Linked DNA regions of Zea mays: all the other regions are linked to region 2. Evidence: chromatin contacts called from public Hi-C data. All regions are on one chromosome and are shown on one strand. The core of a region is the stretch at or near the end of the contact, and the rest is flanking DNA. Distances in the headings are between cores, read along the strand shown. Region 1 holds the start of LOC103626108 (CDPK-related kinase 3). Region 2 holds the start of LOC103626112 (putative G-type lectin S-receptor-like serine/threonine-protein kinase At1g61610). Region 3 holds the start of LOC103626116 (probable plastid-lipid-associated protein 10, chloroplastic).

Region 1 (2,700 bases), core at 171-2,670, 230 kb before region 2:
CATAGAGATCTTTGCCGGTTTCAGATGGCGGTTCACAAATCTTATCACTGTTTAATTTTTTGCGCTAGTTGTAGTTCTCATACTGCATGATGGTTGTGAGTCAGATTTCTTGTATGTAATAAGAGGTGCGGACCCTCTGTTGAGGTGAAGGTCGTTGATTCTTATTATATATCTAAAAAAAGATCAACACACAACATGCATAGATCCGAATTTGAATTGTGGTTGTTTCTTCCGTCTTTATTTTTACATCATAAACTTCACTAGTAGCTCTTCAGGGGCAACGACAAAATTGGTCCATGCACCGATGTAGACCGCTATACATTGTCAGGTTTAGTTTGAAAGAGATGGTGCCGCGTCCACGATATATAAAAACTCCATGGCCATCACTCTTGCTCCATGGCCATCACTCTTGCTTTTATGATCCAACTGGTTTTCGTGGTAATGCTATGAAGTTGATGCGAATCAATCACCTTAATGTAAAACTGGAAAGCCTATTACTACATACCCATTGGACGAATAATACACATAGAGGTATATTTGTGCGTAACTTCAATTAGTTTAGAGCATGATATAGAACAATATTGAGTTATTCTATGATTCATAAGACAACTATTAGATTCTATAGAGGAGCTACTGTCATCCACCAAAGGATGAATCTAGCTGAAAGTGTCATAAAATTTACCTACATTATCGATGCCACCTATGTTGGCGTATTCCCACGTGCTAGTGGCAGATCTAGGTTTGCTCGTCGTGGCGTTAGCGCATAACGGTCTATCCACAAAAAGGATAATGATTTGTCGGTATCAATCCGACAAAATAAAAGTTTGCTCGTCGTGGCATTAGCACGTAACGGTATGTCCACAAAAGAATAACGATTTGTCGGTATCGATCCGACAAAATACAAGGATGGTGACTTTCTTAAATCAAAATGCAAAGGTAAGTTATTAAAGCACACATTTTGATAAAAATGACAAACAATGGAATACCACCATCTATTACAAGACGAAACAAACAAACATCCACGCCATATATATTGTGCTATTATTAGGATTAAAGCTAGCAGACACTTGGAAATGTAGTCTATTTCTTTCAAATTTCAACGCCCGTAGGAGCGAGCATTTCCATATCTCAACCACGGGTCCACGGCCAAGTTCAAATTTCGACGGGATCGTGCCAAATACTCACCACAGAACACACGAAATGTTCAGGCCCTCGGACACCGCCATGTGGGCCGATTCCACTCAATTGAAAATGGCTCCACGCGTCATGCACTTCGACGGTTCGACGAGCCCCCTCGTCCCTTGTCTCCCGTCACGCGAGCCCCCCCGCACCCCCGGCCGCGCAGCCCACACGCGCAGGCGGCAGGCGCAGTCCGTCACCCTCAACGCGTCCAATGCGGGGTCTGCTGCTGCCGCAATTCATTTTTTCCCTCTTCAGTTCCCGTTTGGTTTCGTCACACCACCCTCCACTGCCTTCCTTCTCGTCGCCCCCTCGTCCACTGCATTAATACTGCCACTCCCCGCCCCCCGTTCCCCTCTCCTCGCACGCTTCCGGAGCTATAAATCTCGGCGCCCCCCGGCTACCGGACCCCGCATTCCCGTGCGCGAGCTCCGGTGATCGCCGGGACCGGCCGGCGGCCATGGGGCAGTGCTACGCGAGGAACGTGCACGGCGTCGACGCCGACGACGGCGGCGTGGGGGCGACCACCATCACGGTCTCGGCGGCGGGAGGGCCGGAGGATGCGGCGTCGGTAGGGGGAGGGGGAGGACGAGGAGGAGGGAGGCGGAGCGCGCGGCCGTCGCCGGCGGGGACGCCGCGCGGGGGCAGGGCCGGGGCCGGGGCGACGCCGGCGCGGTCGTCGGCGGCCGGCAGCCCCTGGGCGCCCGGGCTCCCCGATGGCATCGCGCCGTCGCCGGCGACCTCGGTGTCCACGCCGCGCCGATTCTTCCGCCGCCCGTTCCCGCCGCCGTCCCCGGCCAAGCACATCAAGGCGTCCCTCGCGCGCCGGCTCGGCCACCGGTCGCCGGCCTCCGCGTCGCAGGTGCCCATGCCGCCCGTCGAGGTCCCGATCCAGGAGCACGGGGCGGGAGGCGCCGGGGGTGGCGCTGGGCAGCGGGAGCTTGACAAGAGCTTCGGCTACGACCGCCAGTTCGCCGCCAAGTACGAGCTAGGGAAGGAGGTGGGCCGCGGCCATTTCGGACACACCTGCCTCGTGCGTGCCCGCAAGGGAGACATGAGAGGCCAGGTCCTGGCTGTCAAGGTCATCTCCAAAGCCAAGGTCTTGCTACTCGTGATCTCACACCACTCTTTTACTGAACGCGCGATCTTACCAGTTTCAATGGCCTCGGTTTCTCCAGCGGATCATGAACCAACTATGTGTGTGTTTGGGGGTGTAGAATTGCCGTCCTGTCTTGATCTTTTTAACTCTCGCTTAGTACACCATGGTTTGGTTGTTAGTTTCACAACAATAATCCAGTAACTCTGCATTGCCACTAGCACAGATGTTGCAATCATAAGTTCATCATTTGTTTCTTGGCTGCCTTGCACGGTGATCAGTTTTTTTTTTTTTTTTTTTTTTTTTGCCATGGTATTGGCATTTCCCCGCAGGGTTAGAAGTACATTGTAGAGATCCTGTTTCAGCAATGGCGCATTTAATGCTTTGCCTGTTTATATGATCTGAGTGTTCAGCTGTTCATCCAT
Region 2 (2,700 bases), core at 65-2,564:
CTGCTACAGCTCGCAGTTTTTTGTGTATGCCACAAGCCGCATATATATATATCCATTCTGGTAACGTTGTGGAGTCAGCCGAGCACTGTATGAAGTATGTAGTTTGGTTTGATATATATTGATTGGATTATTACTTGATTCTATGGGGTCTTGGATGCCAGCTGGAATGTGCAAAGTTCGCGCTTGCAAGTTGCAACATCGTTTCTGTTGCTTTTCCGATTTTTCTTGTCCTGCTTATGTTGGCAGACCTACAGGCGTGGAAGAAAGAAGAGAGAGAAAGAACAGGTATAAGTGTATATTTGGGTTGGGTCTGATGGGTTGGTCCAAAGCACGAAAAAAGCAGGTCCAGGTACGGCACGACCTGATATATCGGGCCGAGTTTGAGTCGAGGAGCGACCTATGGGCGGGTACGAGCACGACTCATTTAAAGCAGGCACAAAATGGTCCATATAGAGGCACGAAAAAACTCATATATTCATTTAAACCATACTTCATTCCATATTTTATATACTTGATAAAAAACACCAAGCTAGAGATGATGCTAGTTATATGTTTTTAGCTTTGAATTAGAGTATATGATGTAATTTTACTTTTGTTATGAACATTAGATAATAAACTGAATTTACGAACTCTATATAGAGCTAATTACTCTTTTTTTGTTCTAACAAAATGATTTTTTAACGAGGTAGTCATTGCATAGCTTTGGTAACTTAATACAAATATTAAGTTTGCTTTTGGTCAAATTTATTTATCTTATCTTTTATTTGTTTTATTAATTTGTTTTTAATTTCGGGCCCTAATGTGAATTTTGGGCCAAAAATTGAATTTTGGTTCTTTTACAATTTCGGACCGTCCGAAATGAGTCTGTCACGTTTAAGCAATTACGTCCCAGACCCTGCACTGAGGGCTAGGCCGAGTCGGCCTGACACGAACCAATATTCGCTGAGGGTTAGGCCGAGTCGGCCTGGCACGAACCAAAATTCAAACGGGTCAGATGGCCCGAAATTTACACGGGTTGGTTCTTTCAGGTTTGGGCTGGGTCGGGTCGGACGGTCGGAATGTACAACTATAAGCAAAGGAGATAAGTCCGCCCCCTCCCCACAGCCAGCACTCAACGAGGGATTGCCGTACAATTTTAATTCAGCTGCAGTTTCGGTTTATATAATATTTTGTCTTTATTGATTACAGCTGCGCAGTGGTAACAGAGGTTGCATGTCGCTGTGCTGTGCGATTATTGCACCCGTAGGCCCTACTTGTGTAGTATAGTAATTGTGATGCCGAAGCCTGAAATGAATAGATGGATGGGATGGGATTAGCAGTGCTACTCATCTGAAAACCACATATATGACTCTCATCGGAAGTCTTCACTCGGGGTATACTTCGTCTTCCAGCGGGTCGACCTTGGAGAAACTCGACCAGCTGCACTGATGCGCTTAGATCAAGAGGATTCGAACGTCCCTTCAATCACTGCCGCCTCGACGATGATGCACTGATCGAGGTAGTGAGATTCGGTTCCATCGAGCTCGAGGTCGATGCCTGTTCGTCTCTCCCGTTGATCTCATTTCTACGATTCAGTCCAGCACTATTCATCGTTTCGTCCTAGATCTTTCTTTTACGAGTTGATCCTTGAACGCAGGAGGGCTAGCTCGGGAGTGGAATATCTACTGACCCCCGACTCCGCAAGGCATGTCCAAGCCAGCAGCCTCACCACCCTCTTCTTTGCCTTTGCCCTTGTGTCCATCCAACCAACCAGCCACAGCCACTAGAGAGGTCGAATCCTTACTTTCTTGCAAACAATGGGCCTCCTTCCAATCCACAGAATCATCTTGCTGTGTTTTTGCTCGTCTAGCTTATTACTGCCTCCTCCAGTATCATCGGACAGCCGCATCCTTCCCAACAAGCCGCTGACTGTTGGAAGCACGCTCACCTCCGATGACGGCACTTTTGCCCTGGGCTTCTTCTCCCCGTCCAACCCGGACAAGAAACACTACTACTATGTTGGTATATGGTACGCCAACATTCCCAAGGACAACGTCGTGTGGGTTGCCAACCGTGGAACCCCAATAATCACGGACCCTTCCTCTGCAACACTTGCCCTGACGAACACGTCCGATCTTGTTTTGTCCAGCGCGGACGGCCAGACGCTTTGGATGGCAAACACCAGCGCTGCTGCGTCGTCGGAGCCGGAGACCACCGCCGGAGAAGCCACGCTTGACAACACTGGAAACTTCATCCTCTGGAGTTCACAGGGCGCCGTCTTATGGCAAAGCTTCGATTACCCGGCCGACACTCTTCTGCCTGGCATGAAATTTAGAGTCACCCACCGTAGGCATGCACTGCAACAGCTGGTCTCTTGGAAGGGCCCCCAAGACCCAGCCCCGGGCAGCTTCTCCTACGGCGCAGATCCTGACGAGCTCCTGCAGCGCTTTGTCAGGAATGGCTCGAGACCATACTGGAGAAGTCCGGTGTTGAATAGTTACTTGGTAGCCAGGTCATATATCGGAATTCTCAAGTCCACTATCTACCTCACAATAAGCAAATACGACGACGGTGAGGTCTATATGTCCTTTGGCGTACCCGGTGGCTCCTCATCGTCAACTGCCATGAAGATCAAAATGGACTACTCAGGAAAGATAGAAATCCTAATCTGGAACACCAACATTTTGGAATGGTACGTCCTGGAGGCACAGCCTATGAATG
Region 3 (2,848 bases), core at 59-2,558, 220 kb after region 2:
TTTGCAAGGACTGTGTGGTACTCTGTCCTAAAGTTGGTTGGGCTGCAGAAGTATGCTCCAGGGTTAAGGGACAACATCTTTACTGAATGATGGTGTCACCATGTCTGGCTACACCGCAGATACCAAAACAATTTCGTAAGGGCTTCAATTCATTGATAGTTTTAGTGGCTTGGTGTATCTGGAAACATAGAAACGCATGTGCGCTTGAGGGATGTGCACCTAGTTTTGATAGCATCATGAGAAATGCGCTTGGTGTACAGTGGGAGCTAAATAGCTCCCTAGTTTATGGTCATGATTCCCCCTCCTTGGTACTGGTCATGTATTAGTGTGTGTGGCAGGTCCTAGTGCGGTGTTTGCCCCTTGAGGGGTTGTATGAGATACGTAGCTCTCCTACGTGTTCGAGAAAAAAAATCTTAGTATGAAGATTGGCAAGTTATTGACATTTTCAGTCGATCTCAAATTTTCTGGAATCTGTAATTGGTTGCTAGGTGATGGCTTTAAGTAGGCATACAATTGAAACGACAAATTAGGACAGATCGCTGAATACACGTTGTTTAACCTGCAGGAGTGGAAGCCTCTCGGCCGCCTCGAACAGCACAAGCACGTCTGATGCCGATGTGTAACACAGCCTCCAGGTGCCATCGAGCGCCGCGAGATCTATCGGCGTTCCCTTCCCCGCACCACGCTCCTCCACGGCCACCTGCACATGACACACAAAAGCAATCAAACCAAGCACAGCGTCACAAACGCCGCCGCGTTGCGTGAGTGCGAATTGTTAGACAGCGGCCGATTAGGCATCGTACGTACGACGGCCTCCTCGATGGCAGCGCGTTGGTCGGGCCCCGCTGCGAATCCGCGCCGCGTTTCCTGAACCGCGCGCAGCAGTTCGTGCTTCCTCCGCTCCGTGTCCGCCTGCGAGGCCAGCGCGTCAGAAGGTGTCGGGTATTCGTAAGGGGGGATGAGCTCGTGGAGTACGTACGGAGGTGGTGGGCGAGGAAGCGAGTGGAGCCGTGGCCGCGGCCGCGGCGGCGGCGGCGGCGGCGGCGGCGGTGGCGAGTCTCTGGCAGAGACGGAGCTCCCGCAGATGGCGTGGTCGGGAGGCACAGGGCGGAGATGGCGCCTGCGATGGCGTGGTCGGGAGGAGGCGGAGGGAAGAAGGGGCTGCGAGCGCCATTGCTCGGCGTTGCTCCTCCGTGCAAGCGGATTAAACTACAGTAGGATTGTAGGAAGCGTGGCGCTGGCGCGCGGCACGGGCACAACCGCGGATCGGTTCAGTTCGCTTTGGCCTTTGCCCCTCGCCTTCCTGGCATCCGTTCGCTTCACACAAACCTAATTATAAGTGCCTGCAATCCCGATGTCATTTCAAGAAAAGCACTGTATTTTGCATTAGAATTATATCCTTCTATATTAATACAAATAAAGCTTTTAGTGAAAAAAAATGTACCAACAATTTCTTCAATGAAATATCCCACTATTCTTACCATTTATTTAGAGTTTCCTAGGCCGATCTCGCACTGGTTCAGCTCATGAAAACTTAGGGGTGTTTGGCACGGCTCAGCTTCAAAAAAAAAACTAGCTTAGCTTTATAAATTTTAGAGTTGAAGAGCTCTGCTTTAAAGTTGTACAGTTTTTAAAAATGATTGGCTTGTAGACGAGCTCCAACTTCACTAAAATGAAATTTTGTTTAAAAAAGTCCCTTAATACCCTTGGATGAGTATGAACTATTTTATATACATGGTGTTATAGTATTATTTGTATTATTTATACACCATATTAATATAGTGAGTACAATCCACATTTTTTATAAATATTCCACACAAATGTCTAGTGTGACCTATTTCTAAAACACCTGATGATTGGTGCTTCTCGATGGCCTACCAAACATTGGCTTCTCGTTAATGTCAGAGTCAGTCTGATGATCTTCCAAGGGTTGATGAACACGGAGATGCAGGACGTGGCGTGAGTCAAGGGAAGTAGGTCACACGGAGATGCACGACATGGGCACGTGGTAAAAGCGTGGGAAAGCCTATGATGAGCGTGGACGTCGCGGCGAGCGCCACGACCGCCCCGTCCGGCATATGGCCGTCTCGCACTCGGACTAGGACATTGCGAATTTGCGATGCAGCAGTAGAGGCCGAGCAGGGTGTGGTCTAGCGTCGAGCTTTGCCCGGAGGCGGGGGGAGGCGGGGCGGCTAGGGCGTCGGGGTCCATCCCAGGCGACGGAAAAAGAACAGGAGATGAGAAACGGGAAGGTGCGCGCCTGATGAGAAATGGGAACGATGCCAGCACACGGGAGAAAAGAACGAAACATTTTGTTTGTGTAATTAATGGCAATGGTGGGTACTTGCTCTCCAACTTCACGAGTTTATTGAAAATTAGTGTTTTGCTCTCCAACTTCACGAGTTTATTGAAAATTAGTGTTTGTGAAGCACCCTATTTGCTATTTCATGAAAAAAAAATGTAAGTTAGTCTCAACTCCACCTTTTTTGCAAAGTTGAGCCGATGAAGTTGTACGTGTTTGGCTAGAGTTTTATAAAGCTGATATATAATTCGTGAAGTGAAGCAGTCACAAACACTCCCTTAATAGTGAATGAAACATGTCATTAGGTGAAGCTAGAATCGTGAACCTTTAATAAGTTATGTTGTTTCTTATTTAGATTAAAAATGATTTTAAAACTATTTAAATTTATATTATAAAGTATAGCTCTATGCTAGAGTTGGAACCCGAAGCAATCTCAAACATACCTCTACTAGCTAAATATGATGATTTTTAACCATTTAACACTCAATTTGACGGGCTTTAAAATTTTAACATCATTTTGTTGGCCTCTAATAAATCATTTAACCA

The links. A called contact is a pair of places that touch in the nucleus more often than the background predicts.
Region 1: a contact with region 2 is called in a Hi-C map of leaf, with 8 times the contacts expected there. The contact joins the promoter of LOC103626108 here to the promoter of LOC103626112 in region 2. A contact is called at or near these places in 9 of 25 Hi-C or Micro-C datasets (bundle sheath, ear, leaf and 2 more) and 1 of 3 datasets of contacts at active chromatin or transcription factors (leaf).
Region 3: a Hi-C map of ear shows a contact between it and region 2, with 3 times the contacts expected there. The contact joins the promoter of LOC103626116 here to the promoter of LOC103626112 in region 2. A contact is called at or near these places in 4 of 25 Hi-C or Micro-C datasets (bundle sheath, ear, root tip and 1 more).

Annotation. Positions count from the first base shown.
Region 1 is chr5:23,752,905-23,755,604 of Zm-B73-REFERENCE-NAM-5.0, forward strand. It overlaps LOC103626108 (CDPK-related kinase 3), which reads left to right and starts at 1,421. Exons shown (of 11, transcript XM_008646484.3): 1 at 1,421-2,278. The coding sequence starts at 1,640.
Region 2 is chr5:23,983,557-23,986,256 of Zm-B73-REFERENCE-NAM-5.0, forward strand. LOC103626112 (putative G-type lectin S-receptor-like serine/threonine-protein kinase At1g61610) reads left to right here and starts at 1,315. Exons shown (of 7, transcript XM_020538154.2): 1 at 1,315-2,700. The coding sequence starts at 1,797. It overlaps LOC100280540 (actin-2), which reads left to right. Exons shown (of 5, transcript NM_001153459.2): 5 at 1-138.
Region 3 is chr5:24,205,872-24,208,719 of Zm-B73-REFERENCE-NAM-5.0, forward strand. LOC103626116 (probable plastid-lipid-associated protein 10, chloroplastic) reads right to left here and starts at 1,309. Exons shown (of 8, transcript XM_020538183.2): 1 at 980-1,309; 2 at 808-912; 3 at 560-700. The coding sequence starts at 1,174.